Regions from separate parts of the Mustela erminea genome. Here region 1 is linked to region 2. A link is a contact called in public Hi-C data. All regions are on one chromosome and are shown on one strand. Each heading gives the region's core, a stretch centred on a gene start, on an enhancer-like site or on the middle of the called end of the contact. The rest is flanking DNA. Distances are from core to core; before and after follow the strand shown.

What was found. A called contact is a pair of places that touch in the nucleus more often than the background predicts.
Region 1: a contact with region 2 is called in a Hi-C map of spleen, with 2.7 times the contacts expected there. The contact joins the enhancer-like site here to the promoter of FZD7 in region 2. A contact is called at or near these places in 2 of 3 Hi-C or Micro-C datasets (fibroblasts and spleen).

What each region holds. Positions count from the first base shown.
Region 1 is chr8:13,629,005-13,634,501 of mMusErm1.Pri, forward strand. KIAA2012 reads left to right here. Exons shown (of 24, transcript XM_032354455.1): 13 at 4,648-4,724. Among named protein-coding and RNA genes, the nearest start is that of KIAA2012, 51 kb to the left of the region's middle. Within about 2 kb of position 3,382, the one cell type or tissue checked has open chromatin away from gene starts, as enhancers often do. A contact at or near this core is called in fibroblasts, where this site is marked.
Region 2 is chr8:13,542,197-13,548,111 of mMusErm1.Pri, forward strand. FZD7 (frizzled-7) reads left to right here and starts at 1,885. Exons shown (of 1, transcript XM_032354451.1): 1 at 1,885-5,915. The coding sequence starts at 2,731. The coding sequence ends at 4,455.

The DNA.
Region 1 (5,497 bases), core at 2,132-4,631, 88 kb after region 2:
CCAGAATCTGTGGTTCACTTAGTGTATAATATGCACAAGGGATCAGGATCTGTTCAAGCTGTGAGGTAGTGCTTAGCCCAAAGCATTTTAAGGCTGGTATGGATTTTAAGATGTATGTGTGTGCATGAGCTTTGAGTACGTGAATGTATTACCAGTTATATGTCTCAACCTATAATATGGGTTACAGTATTATTTTTTCTTCTGTCAGAATGATCAAAAAATTATAACTTTCATTAACTAATAATCCATTAATACTCTTTACTGTTTTATCACTCCTCAGACATTTGTGCCGTAAAGAAACAGGAGGCTTTTCTTTAGGATTTTTTTTCCCTCCTAGCTTCTCCCTTGCTTCTTTCACACATCTTCCTGTGTGGCTTATGGATTTTCATTTACTGTTGTTTTAATTCTCCACAATTCCTTACTTGGAAAATAACGAAGACACAAGCATTGGAACATGCCCAATAGAAAGAATTAATGAGTCTGTTTTACAAAGCACATAGGATTGCTCATTCATTTATTCATTCAACAAACACTAATCGACCATCTACTAATGCCATATACAGTGGAAGGCACATGAATACAGTTGAGAGACAAAGTCCATGCCTTAGTATCATCCACAAGAGTGAAGTATGGTGACAACTATAAATGAGTGCAGACTCACTCAACCTGGAGCTCGAGAAAGCTTTAGGAATGAGAGAACACTTAAGCTCACTTTCTACGGATATATGTAGGAACTCGCCAAGTGGAGAGAAGGAAAGGATGCTCCAGGGAAAGGGACCACATTAAGGTTGGAGAACATGGTAACATAGAAGAAATGGAAGCGGCTTCTAAAGATGGGCCCCCAGGGCACAGTTAGGGAAGGGAGTGGGGGAGAAATGCAGTTAGCTAGTGATGGGATCAGGAGCCAGATCATGAAAAGTAACTGTAGCAACTAAGAAATGTATCCCAAAGATTGTGAGATCCCACTGACACAGGAATGGATATAACCAGATTTTTATTTTAGAGAAATGACTTTTCCAACTGTGTGAAAAATGGATTGAAGAGGGCAAGTCTAGAGGCTGGGAGACCAGATGTCCATACTTACCTGAGAGTGAGTGACCAAGAACAGTGTCTTCCACAGAATTGAGATCACCACATGAATTGAAGTGTTTCTTGTTAATTATCCTCTTCCTCACAGTCTTCTACCACAGGCATCCTTATTAATCCTATGATGTATCTTGACTGGAGGGTTTCTCATGAAGTTGATATTTTGCTGCCACACAACTTGAATTTAAATTCCATCATCTAGCTTGCCTTCCATTTTGGGTTTGGTAAACTGCCATGTACCTTTGGACTGCTCCATAAAAAATAATTTATGAGCTTTTAACAGACGTTGGTGTTCCCAAAGCTAAAGCCAAACCCTTGAGACTGAGCTAGACTTAGTCTAAGAAGACATAAGTAAGTAAAAGAGCTGTTATCCCAACTTGCAAGAAAAATATTGCCCTTGCATTTACTAGGCATTTCCATATTTAAATTCGGACCAACTTCTATCTTCTAGAGGACTCTATCTGGCTCCTTTAATAGAACTCCCTGGGGTATGTCTTTAGCTTGGAGATTTTCTCAGGTCTTGAGTAATTGATATGCCCATTTCGCCCTCCTGTTCATCTATGATTTAAAGTAAAAAATGTGTAGCATTAAAAAAAATGTGTAGCATAAACAAGGTCTTAAATCTTACCCCAAGGATTTGATAATGACAATACCAAAAAGCCATCTTGGGTCTTGGTTTCCTGCATGAAACAAGCAGATCAAGATTTATTATAACACATCAAACGCTCCATAGGTCATAGGCATCTTGCGTCATATCATATAAAATATTTTTAGATATCATTCTTAAGAAAAGGTCAGCAGGGCTATGTAAAGGGACCAGAATTATCTTCCTTTTATGGTTAGTTTATACTAGGAAGATTTTTTTTAAATTAATCTGGAATTTGCCTTTGCATTTTCCATTTTTGACCACAAATACAAAACCATGAAGGTACAAAGCCTGACTTTTAGGATTCCTCCCATTGGCTTCTGCTAGGATCAGCAGGTCCATGTGTAAAATTGTGAGAAGGCGAACGTGCTTTCTGGGATCTGTTTGGCCGTGGAGATCTCCCCTCTCCAACGAGGAACCACTGCAAATTATGGGTAAAGTGTCATGAAAGCACACTAGGGATCAAAGAGTAATCATGTCTCAGAAATGACATCTGTGGGAAAAGGCCCTAAACATACTTAAAGAGGCTCCTGCCAGCACCTCCAAAAGCTACCGCGCTGGTAACCACAGAATGTTTGGTCACTTTGGAGCCTGTGGGTCTGATGTTCTTTCCCAAGCCCTAACATACAACCACAAAAGAGCCAGGTGGCCTGGGCTGCCTAATAAGATAACTTTTTGGTTGGGTCTCTATTCTGATACCAGGTGAGGCCCCCCAGAGCATCCCATATCAAGGGAAATAAGTATTAGGAAACAATGGGAATAAATATGACTGTATTTATTTCACTTTTATCAAAACAATGAACATTGTCAACATGGGTTTAAATGAAAGGAAATTTTAAGCCACCCTATTCCGTGCTAGAATCGGATGCTCTTTGTTCTTTCCTGCTTTTGAGTGTTTGGTGAAGGATCCTATGATTTGAAGAAGGCAGAAGAGTTTGGGATGAGACCCCATCTGGTAAGGGTCATCTCTGAAACAGCCTGATATCTGGTGGGAACACTATCTCCTTGCTAAAAGCCTGTGGTTAGATTAATGCTAGCATTCGAAAATCTGCTCTGGCCTGATGGTGGGCCGCCAGAGGAGGAATGTGTTTTCTGTTTATCTCTTCAGCGGCAGCACTGTTCATCACAGAAAGACTCTGAGCTCCCAGTTTCGAGCAGGTCTGGAAGCTGCGCGGTCTGTGGCCTGTGAATGTACACACCAGTTCAGAATGATGAGGAAGAGCCAGGCCCGGGTTCACGGCCAGTTGCCCGCACTGGGTGATGGGTCAGGCAGTTTCTCCAGCTTGATAACAAGGGTAGATCCTGCCACATTGTCTGGAGAGGAAGCCTCACCCCCCCACCCACTGCTTTATCTCCCAGGAATGCGGTTTGAATTGTAACTCCTCCTTGACAGCGTGGACCTCAGTAAATTACCAAGGTCTTGACCCAAGAGATGGAGAAGTTCTAAGCGATTTTTTTAGTCTCCTATCTAAAACTGTGTTTACATTTCCTGAACTCTGGCTGACTGATTCATTCTCCTGGTGTTGCAAGAACTTTCTTTATGCATTAGAATTTATAAGTTTCATTTCTAAGAGACTCAAGCTTCCTTCCAAGCCACAGTGAAGTGAACCTCATCTCAACACAATTCTGCTGGGCTAGATGTGTCCAGAGGATGGATCATGGCCAAGCAGCTGTGATGTGGCAAGCTCAAGCGAAGCTAACGGAGGGAGTGCAATGTGGAAGGAAAAGTGTTAGAAACTAGGAAGATTTGGGTTCTAGTCTCACACTATTTCAAGGAATAACCTCAAGCCAATCTCATGAAACCACTCTCTGGGCCTCAGTTTCCCCGGCTGTTTCAAAAAAGAAATATTTTAAATCTGTCTCCAAAAGCCACTTCCAAACAAGAAGAACAGGACAGCTGAGAAACAACAGAAAAGGAAAGGTCAGCCCACAAGGAATGAATAGAAACTCGGGTCAAAGAGACAAAGATGCCACGGGCTCTTAAAAGTAGCAAGCATAGAAATAACTTTCTGCTGGACACCCAGCCCACACTAGACACTGACTAAAACCCTTGTCACTGGAGCCATGTGCTTAGCTAAATCTGTTCCTCAAATAAACATTCCTTTATAAACATTAAATTCACTTTCTCGGGGATAAAAAGAAAAATAAAATAAATCCTATCCTTTCGCAGCATGGGGTTTGAGTCTTGGACTCAAAATCGCTCCTGAAAACCTCACTAGTTGTACAAGCTCGGGTAGGTTAGTTCACGTTTCAAGCCTCAGCTTCCACACCTGTCCAGAGCAGGGACCCAGCAGCCGTGGAGGAAAACCATGTAGATCAACTCCACGGCCGAGTCTGCGTGGCAGCTGCTTTGCGGCGAGTGCCACGATTTCCCTTAGTGCCCCCTCACCGGCCGTCCTTTGGCCTTTGCCTCTGTTTGCTTTATGTTTCCACTTCTCCTGTTGCCCTTCCACATTATAAGGGGAGAGCGAAATCTCTGATCTCTCTATCTGGAAGGCTGCAAAAGCGTTTTTCTACTTCAGTGAAGTACGATCATACAAAATTTATATTCAACAGTATCAGCAGATATTTTCCCATCAATATTTCCTTTTTAATTTCAGCTTTATCTGAATTTTAGTAGCACAAGGAATTTACTTTAGTTCTCTAAAAGAGCAACCAAAACAAGAAAAATAGAAATCCGAGTATGAGTTTTCAACACAGTATTTAACATGCTGTGTAGACAATGCTTCTAGAGGGTACAGGTGTTGTTTGGTGAGTAAATACGGAGGTCGTAGAGGTGTGTGTGTGTGTGTGTGTGTGTGTGTGTGTTTATAATCTTATATACATGAACTAGGTTTGTATGTATATAGTATATATAAAAATTAACTAGACCTGGATCTGACAACTTTGATCGTTTTCTCTGATTTTCACCATAGCAAACACTGAATCCAGAACCTATCTTCTCACGAATCTTCATGAAGCCTCACCTTTGACCCAAAAACCAGAGAACCAGGTACAGTACTGACTCTGAATGAGCCTGAGACTGGGAGGCAGGAATTTGGGGTTCTTGGACCAGCTTGCTGTGTGACCCTGGGTGAGACTGTTCCCCTCTCTGGGCCTCATTTGCCTCATCAGTAAAATGAGACAAGTGGATTATAAAATCACATAGGTTCCTTGGAACATCTTAACACAACCTGGACTATTTTGTGTGGCTCTTATGTGCCTGAATGAGTTGAAACAGCCTTTCCCTGACTTCTGCAAAGTCAAAAAGGTAACAAGGAAACACAGAAATGTATCATCCATCAAGGCAGTAGGCCCTAAGACTTTGTACCAAGGGCCCATCTTTTTTCCCATCCATTTCTCATTCCTAATGGGGAGGGGGAAAGTAGCAACCAAGAAAAAAAAGTAAGGGGCGCCTGGGTGGCTCAGTGGGGTAAAGCCTCTGCTTTTGGTTCAGGTCATGATCCCAGGGTCCTAGGATGGAGCCCCACATCGGGCCCTCTGCTCAGCAGGGAGCCTGCTTCCTCCTCTCTCTCTGCCTGCCTCTCTGCCTACTTGTATCTCTGTCAAATAAATAAATAAAATCTTAAAAAAAAAAAAAAACAAAGAAAAAAGTAAGGATACTGTGAAGAAAGGAGAAAAATGCTTCATTTGGATAGGTCAGAAGTATCTGTTAGTGTTTCAAGGATGTACCTTCACACATATTTATAAGTCTGTTCCTCCATTTGTGAGGTTGCAACTGTCTTCAGACTCACTCTAGAGAGACAACTCAGGGGAATTCCTAGA
Region 2 (5,915 bases), core at 635-3,134:
CTCCCCAATGTTAGGTAGTAAGAATAATAATTTAGAAAGAAAAAGAGGAGACTTTAAAAGTATATAAGGAAGGAATAAAATATTTTTAAAGCAAATGTCATTAATCCTTTGTATTACCCTGGAGCAGATAACCTAAAAGAAAACAAATAAGGTCCTGGGTGTGAGGGGAAACTGATGCTTTGGAAGAAACTGTTGAGGGGCGGAGGGAGAACGTGAGCAGTCTGACACCCTACCTTGGCCCACATGATTCAGCCCTTCAGGTCCATTAACAAGAGTGGGAAAGTACAAAGAACTGTGAAGTGGAAGGTAAATGCCTAGTAAACTTCAGTAATAGAAAACAAATAAAAGAAAAACAGAGGAAGGCCAAAGTCTCCCTAGAAAGGGAACCCAATGCATCTGCGATTTCGAAACCAGTTTTTTCTTGCTGGAGAAGCAGCTCCCCGGGGACAGCAGAGATAACAACTTCTGCAAACACGCAACCTGACCAGAAACCACTCGGGGTCCAGAGCCTGGAGCTGAGACGGGCAGAAGGAAGGGCTCGGCCAGGAGTAACGATTTCTCAAGCATAGTATTAGTGCGCGCGCGCGTGTGTGTGACAGAGACACAGTGAGAGACAGATTTAGCCTTTCTCAAACTGTCACTTCCCCTGCATGGGAATTCATGATATTCTTTGCAGCCCAGAGAGAGAGGAGAGCCCCCCCCCCCCCCCGGTCAATTCTGACCTCCGCGGGAGTAACCCGAGAGCTCAGGGGAGCGCCCAGTGTTGTGAGCAGGGCGAAGATTTGGCCGGGAACAAAAGACCGCTTGCCAATCAGAAAACGCCGCTGGAGAACGCGGATAACCTCTCTTTGTGTTTTGAAAACTTCTTAATTAGCAAACGCCCTGCTTTGTAATACGCATGAAAACTTCTCTATGTAACATTGCAACTGCAGGATCAAGTCGTTGCTTCTGCAACGAAGAGGGCAGCCCGAAAGGCCGCAAGCCCAAGGACCAAGGAAAGCACCGCAGTCGAAGACGCACTTGAAACCGTGCAGAGTTCCCGGGCGCGCGGCCTCAGGTACATCTGTAACTGCCCCCCACCCCCGTCGGAGCTTTCCCGTAACCGCTCTAAAGCCGCACCAGAGTTCCACACTCTGGGCCGTGCGCGCGGGCGGGGTGGCCTGGGGGACCGCGGCCCGGGCCCTCTCCCCTCGGAGGGGTCTGCACTTCCTCCCGCCTTAAGTCGGCCCCCTCCTCCCGACTCCAGTTTCTCCTCGGACGCGGGCCCCTCCTCCTTCCTACACCCGGAGAGGGGGTGAAAGGGACTGCGGCCTCACGTGGTCTGTTTGGGTCAGGGGAGAAAAAAGCGATCCGAGAGGCGCACCCCCTTCTCGCTCGGTACCGAGCCCCACATTTAGGATCCAGCTACCCTGAAGCCCCCTGCCTAACCCGGCATTGTCAGCCCAGGCAGGGCTAACGTGACTCCGGGTCACGTCTCTCCGCCCCGGCGCTGCGCTGTTCTTCCAGCAAAATCCCCTCTCGCCGCGCCCTGCCGCTCGAGATGTGTGTTTTAGTGTACCCGGAAGAGGAGCAAACCTTTAAAGCAAATTCCCTTTCTGGTGCGTTCACCCCCCACCCCCACCCCTCGAGCGAATTCACCGTAAAAGTTTTTCTTAACTTTTCCTTCCCAGCCCCCTGCCCCTCCCCTCAGGAATCCGCCCAGAGCGCTGCAGACTCCGCCCCTCCGGGTCCCTCGCCCGGCCCTTCCGACTTCCACCCAATCCGGAGGCCGCCACACAGAAAACAAAGGCTACCATTGGGCCGCCCCGGAGCTCGAGGGCCCGCCCCCGGAGCGGTTTGTGAATGGGGGGAGGGGAGGGGGCGGGGCGGCCCGGAACCCTGCGAGCCCGACGCTTCTTCTGGCGAGTTGCGCGACTCCGAGTCGTTACTCTGCGCTCCCTCCCGGCGGGCGGCGGCGGCGGCGGCGGGCGGCGGGCGCCGGGACTCACGGGCCGGGGCTTCGCGAGGCTGGAGAAGCCAGGCCCAGGCCGCGGGCACCGGGCCCTCGCAGCTTCGGACGCAGTGTAACTGGATTTCCGAAAAGAACTCGCTGGGCTGCTGGCTCCAAGGCGCCGATCGGACTCGGAGCGAGAATCACCCGTTTGGCAGAAACTTGGGGGCCGAGCTTTTGGGGCTGAGGAAGGAGCCGGGGAGCAGAAAAGGAGGCGAAGGAGGCGGCGGCGGCGGCGGCGAGCAGAGCCTCGAGGCGAGGAGGCGGAGCAGCACGGCCGAGGCGGCGGCCTCGGCTCGCAGGCGGCGGCGCCGGGCTCTAGCCTGCCGGGGGCCGGACTCGGTGTGGGGGCGCGTGCGTTCCTGCGCGCCGTGGGTCGACAGACTTTGGGCAAACTTTGAAGGGTAACCGGAGACGCTTGCTGCTCCTCGCCGCAGAAAAAGCCGCACCGTTACGTCGCAGCGGGAGAATAAAGCGGCCCCACTCGGCGCCCCCGGCCCAGGCTGGCGGGTTTGGGCCCCCAGCGGCTGCTAGAGGGCTGGGCGGAGACGGCTGCGGCGCCCCCGCGGCGCGGGCACCCCAGCTGCAGCGCCCTCGGCTCCGCGCCGCCCACGGCCCGGCCTCGGCGCCGGGAGGACTCTCATGCGCGGGGCGCGGCTGCGCCTCCTCGGATCCGAGCCTCTCCCGGCTGCCTCTTCGCGCTCTGCGGGCTGAGAGCGCCGCTGCACCCGCGGCCGGCGATGCGGGGCCCCGGCGCGGCCGCGTCGCGCTCGCCCCTGGGCCTGTGCACCCTGGTGCTTGCGCTGCTGGGCGCGCTGCCCGCCGGCGCCGGGGCACAGCCTTACCACGGCGAGAAGGGCATCTCAGTGCCGGACCACGGCTTCTGCCAGCCCATCTCCATCCCGCTGTGCACGGACATTGCCTACAACCAGACCATCCTGCCCAACCTGCTAGGCCACACGAATCAAGAGGACGCGGGCCTCGAGGTGCACCAGTTCTACCCGCTGGTGAAGGTGCAGTGTTCTCCCGAACTGCGCTTCTTCCTGTGCTCCATGTACGCACCCGTGTGCACGGTGCTGGATCAGGCCATCCCGCCGTGCCGCTCTCTGTGCGAGCGTGCCCGCCAGGGCTGTGAAGCGCTCATGAACAAGTTCGGCTTCCAGTGGCCCGAGCGGCTGCGCTGCGAGAACTTCCCGGTGCACGGCGCCGGCGAGATCTGCGTGGGCCAGAACACGTCCGACGGCAACGGGGGCCCGGGCGGCGGCCCCACAGCCTACCCCACCGCGCCCTATCTGCCGGACCTGCCCTACACCGCGCTGTCCCCGGGGGCCGCTGACGGCAGGGGCCGCTCTGCCTTCCCGTTCTCGTGTCCCCGCCAGCTCAAGGTGCCCCCCTACCTGGGCTACCGCTTCCTGGGCGAGCGCGACTGCGGCGCCCCGTGCGAGCCAGGCCGTGCCAACGGCCTCATGTACTTTAAGGAGGAGGAGAGGCGCTTTGCCCGTCTCTGGGTGGGCGTGTGGTCAGTGCTGTGCTGCGCCTCGACGCTCTTCACCGTGCTCACCTATTTAGTGGACATGCGGCGCTTCAGCTATCCGGAGCGGCCCATCATCTTTCTGTCGGGCTGCTACTTCATGGTGGCCGTGGCGCACGTGGCCGGCTTCCTGCTGGAGGACCGCGCGGTGTGCGTGGAGCGCTTCTCAGACGATGGCTACCGCACGGTGGCGCAGGGCACCAAGAAGGAAGGTTGCACCATCCTCTTCATGGTGCTGTACTTCTTCGGCATGGCCAGTTCCATCTGGTGGGTCATCCTGTCGCTCACTTGGTTCCTGGCAGCCGGCATGAAGTGGGGCCATGAGGCCATCGAAGCCAACTCGCAGTACTTCCACCTGGCCGCGTGGGCCGTGCCCGCTGTCAAGACCATCACCATCCTGGCCATGGGCCAGGTGGATGGGGACTTGCTCAGTGGGGTGTGCTACGTGGGCCTGTCCAGCGTGGATGCGCTGCGGGGCTTCGTGCTGGCACCTCTGTTCGTCTACCTCTTCATTGGCACGTCCTTCCTGCTGGCCGGCTTCGTGTCGCTCTTCCGCATCCGCACCATCATGAAGCACGACGGCACCAAGACCGAGAAGCTGGAGAAGCTCATGGTGCGCATCGGCGTCTTCAGCGTGCTCTACACCGTGCCGGCCACCATCGTCCTGGCCTGCTACTTCTATGAGCAGGCCTTCCGCGAGCACTGGGAGCGCACCTGGCTCATGCAGACGTGCAAGAGCTACGCGGTGCCCTGCCCGCCTGGCCACTTCCCGCCCATGAGCCCCGACTTCACTGTCTTCATGATCAAGTACCTGATGACCATGATCGTGGGCATCACCACCGGCTTCTGGATCTGGTCCGGCAAGACTCTGCAGTCGTGGCGCCGCTTCTACCACAGACTCAGCCACAGCAGCAAGGGGGAGACTGCGGTATGAGCCCCGGCCCCTCCCCCACCCTCCCTTCCCCCATCCCCTAGCAGGGGGAGAGGCGCGGGAAGGAGAGAACTGCGGGGGGGGGGGGGTCCTGGAACCTCCGGTCCCCTCCAATGAGAAGTGACCTGGAAGAGAGATGATATTTGTAGATTTGGGGCCGGGGGTGGGTTTGGAAAAGGAGGCCCGGGTAGAAAGACGGTTCGGATGAAAAGACTTAGTGGCAAAGACTTGCAGGATGTTAATGATGGTGATGACGGTAACGATGATGTTAATCGTGTACGGTACGGGCCGACCTGGGCCTATCGCGATTGACCCAGCAGAGATGGCTCTGAGTTCTTCCCGGCTCCAGGGCCAAACTGGGACTGGGAGCGATGCCCCTGCTGCAAGACAAGTGGCCTGTCCTCACTCCTGTGAGGCCCGGGTGAAAGGTACAGCTTTGTCTGCGGCGGCGGCTTTGTTGGGAAAAGGGAGGACTCCCTGCGGTGTCCTTGTCAAGCGGTGGTCAAACCATAATCTCTTTTCACTGGGGCCAAACTGGAGCCCAGATGGGTTAATTTCCAGGGTCAGACATTACAGTCTCTCCTCCTCTGGCCCCTCCCGCCTGTTTTTCCTCTCCTAGTCCTTTCAAGTCTTGTAAAATAAGCATTTGGAAGTCTTGGGAGGCCTGCCTCCTAGAATCTTAATGTAACGATGCAAAAGAAATGAAGATAACATTTCGAGAGGAGGCAGAGGAGATGGGTAGTAGGTATTTCTGCTACTTTTTTTTATTTTCTCGGGAAAGCAGAAGGAAGAAGGTTTTATTTGGTTTCATACTCTGAAAAGAAGTGATGACTTGTTGCTTTTCAAAACAGGAGTGCATTTTTCCCCTGGTCTTTGTTGTAAGAGACAAAAGAGGAAACAAAGTGTCTCTCCTGTGGAAAGGCGTAACTGTGAAGACAGCAACTTTTATAGGCAAAGTAGCACAAATCAGAGCTTTCCCTTTGGATGTTAATTTGGCTGAGATAAACATTCCTTTTTAAGGAAAAGTGAAGGGCCGCCCGCTTCCATACCCACAATCCGTCAGAGATTCTGACTTGGCTAAAGGGAACGCAAGGGGGTTTTGTTGTATTTGTTTAAAATAAATTTTAATTTAGAACACACGATCCTATCTACAGGCTCTATTCAAATGTTCAGAGGAATTTCTTCCTTTATTATTTTTTATGAACCTGCGTTTAGGTTTTCTATTTTCCTCCAATTTGAATCCTTCAAGATAAAAGGAAAAGCATAATGCCCTCAGCCTCCATCATAAAGAAGGTAAATTTTTTAAAAAGTAAAGAACCATTTGTCCTGTTTTCTTAGTTCCATAAATCCGTTTATAAGACCTCATGTGTGTGCTGACCCTGTCTTTGTGTGGCTGGGCGGGGAGATGACCTACAGAAATGACAGTGAATGAAGCGGACAGTTCAAACCGTGGGTCCCATTTT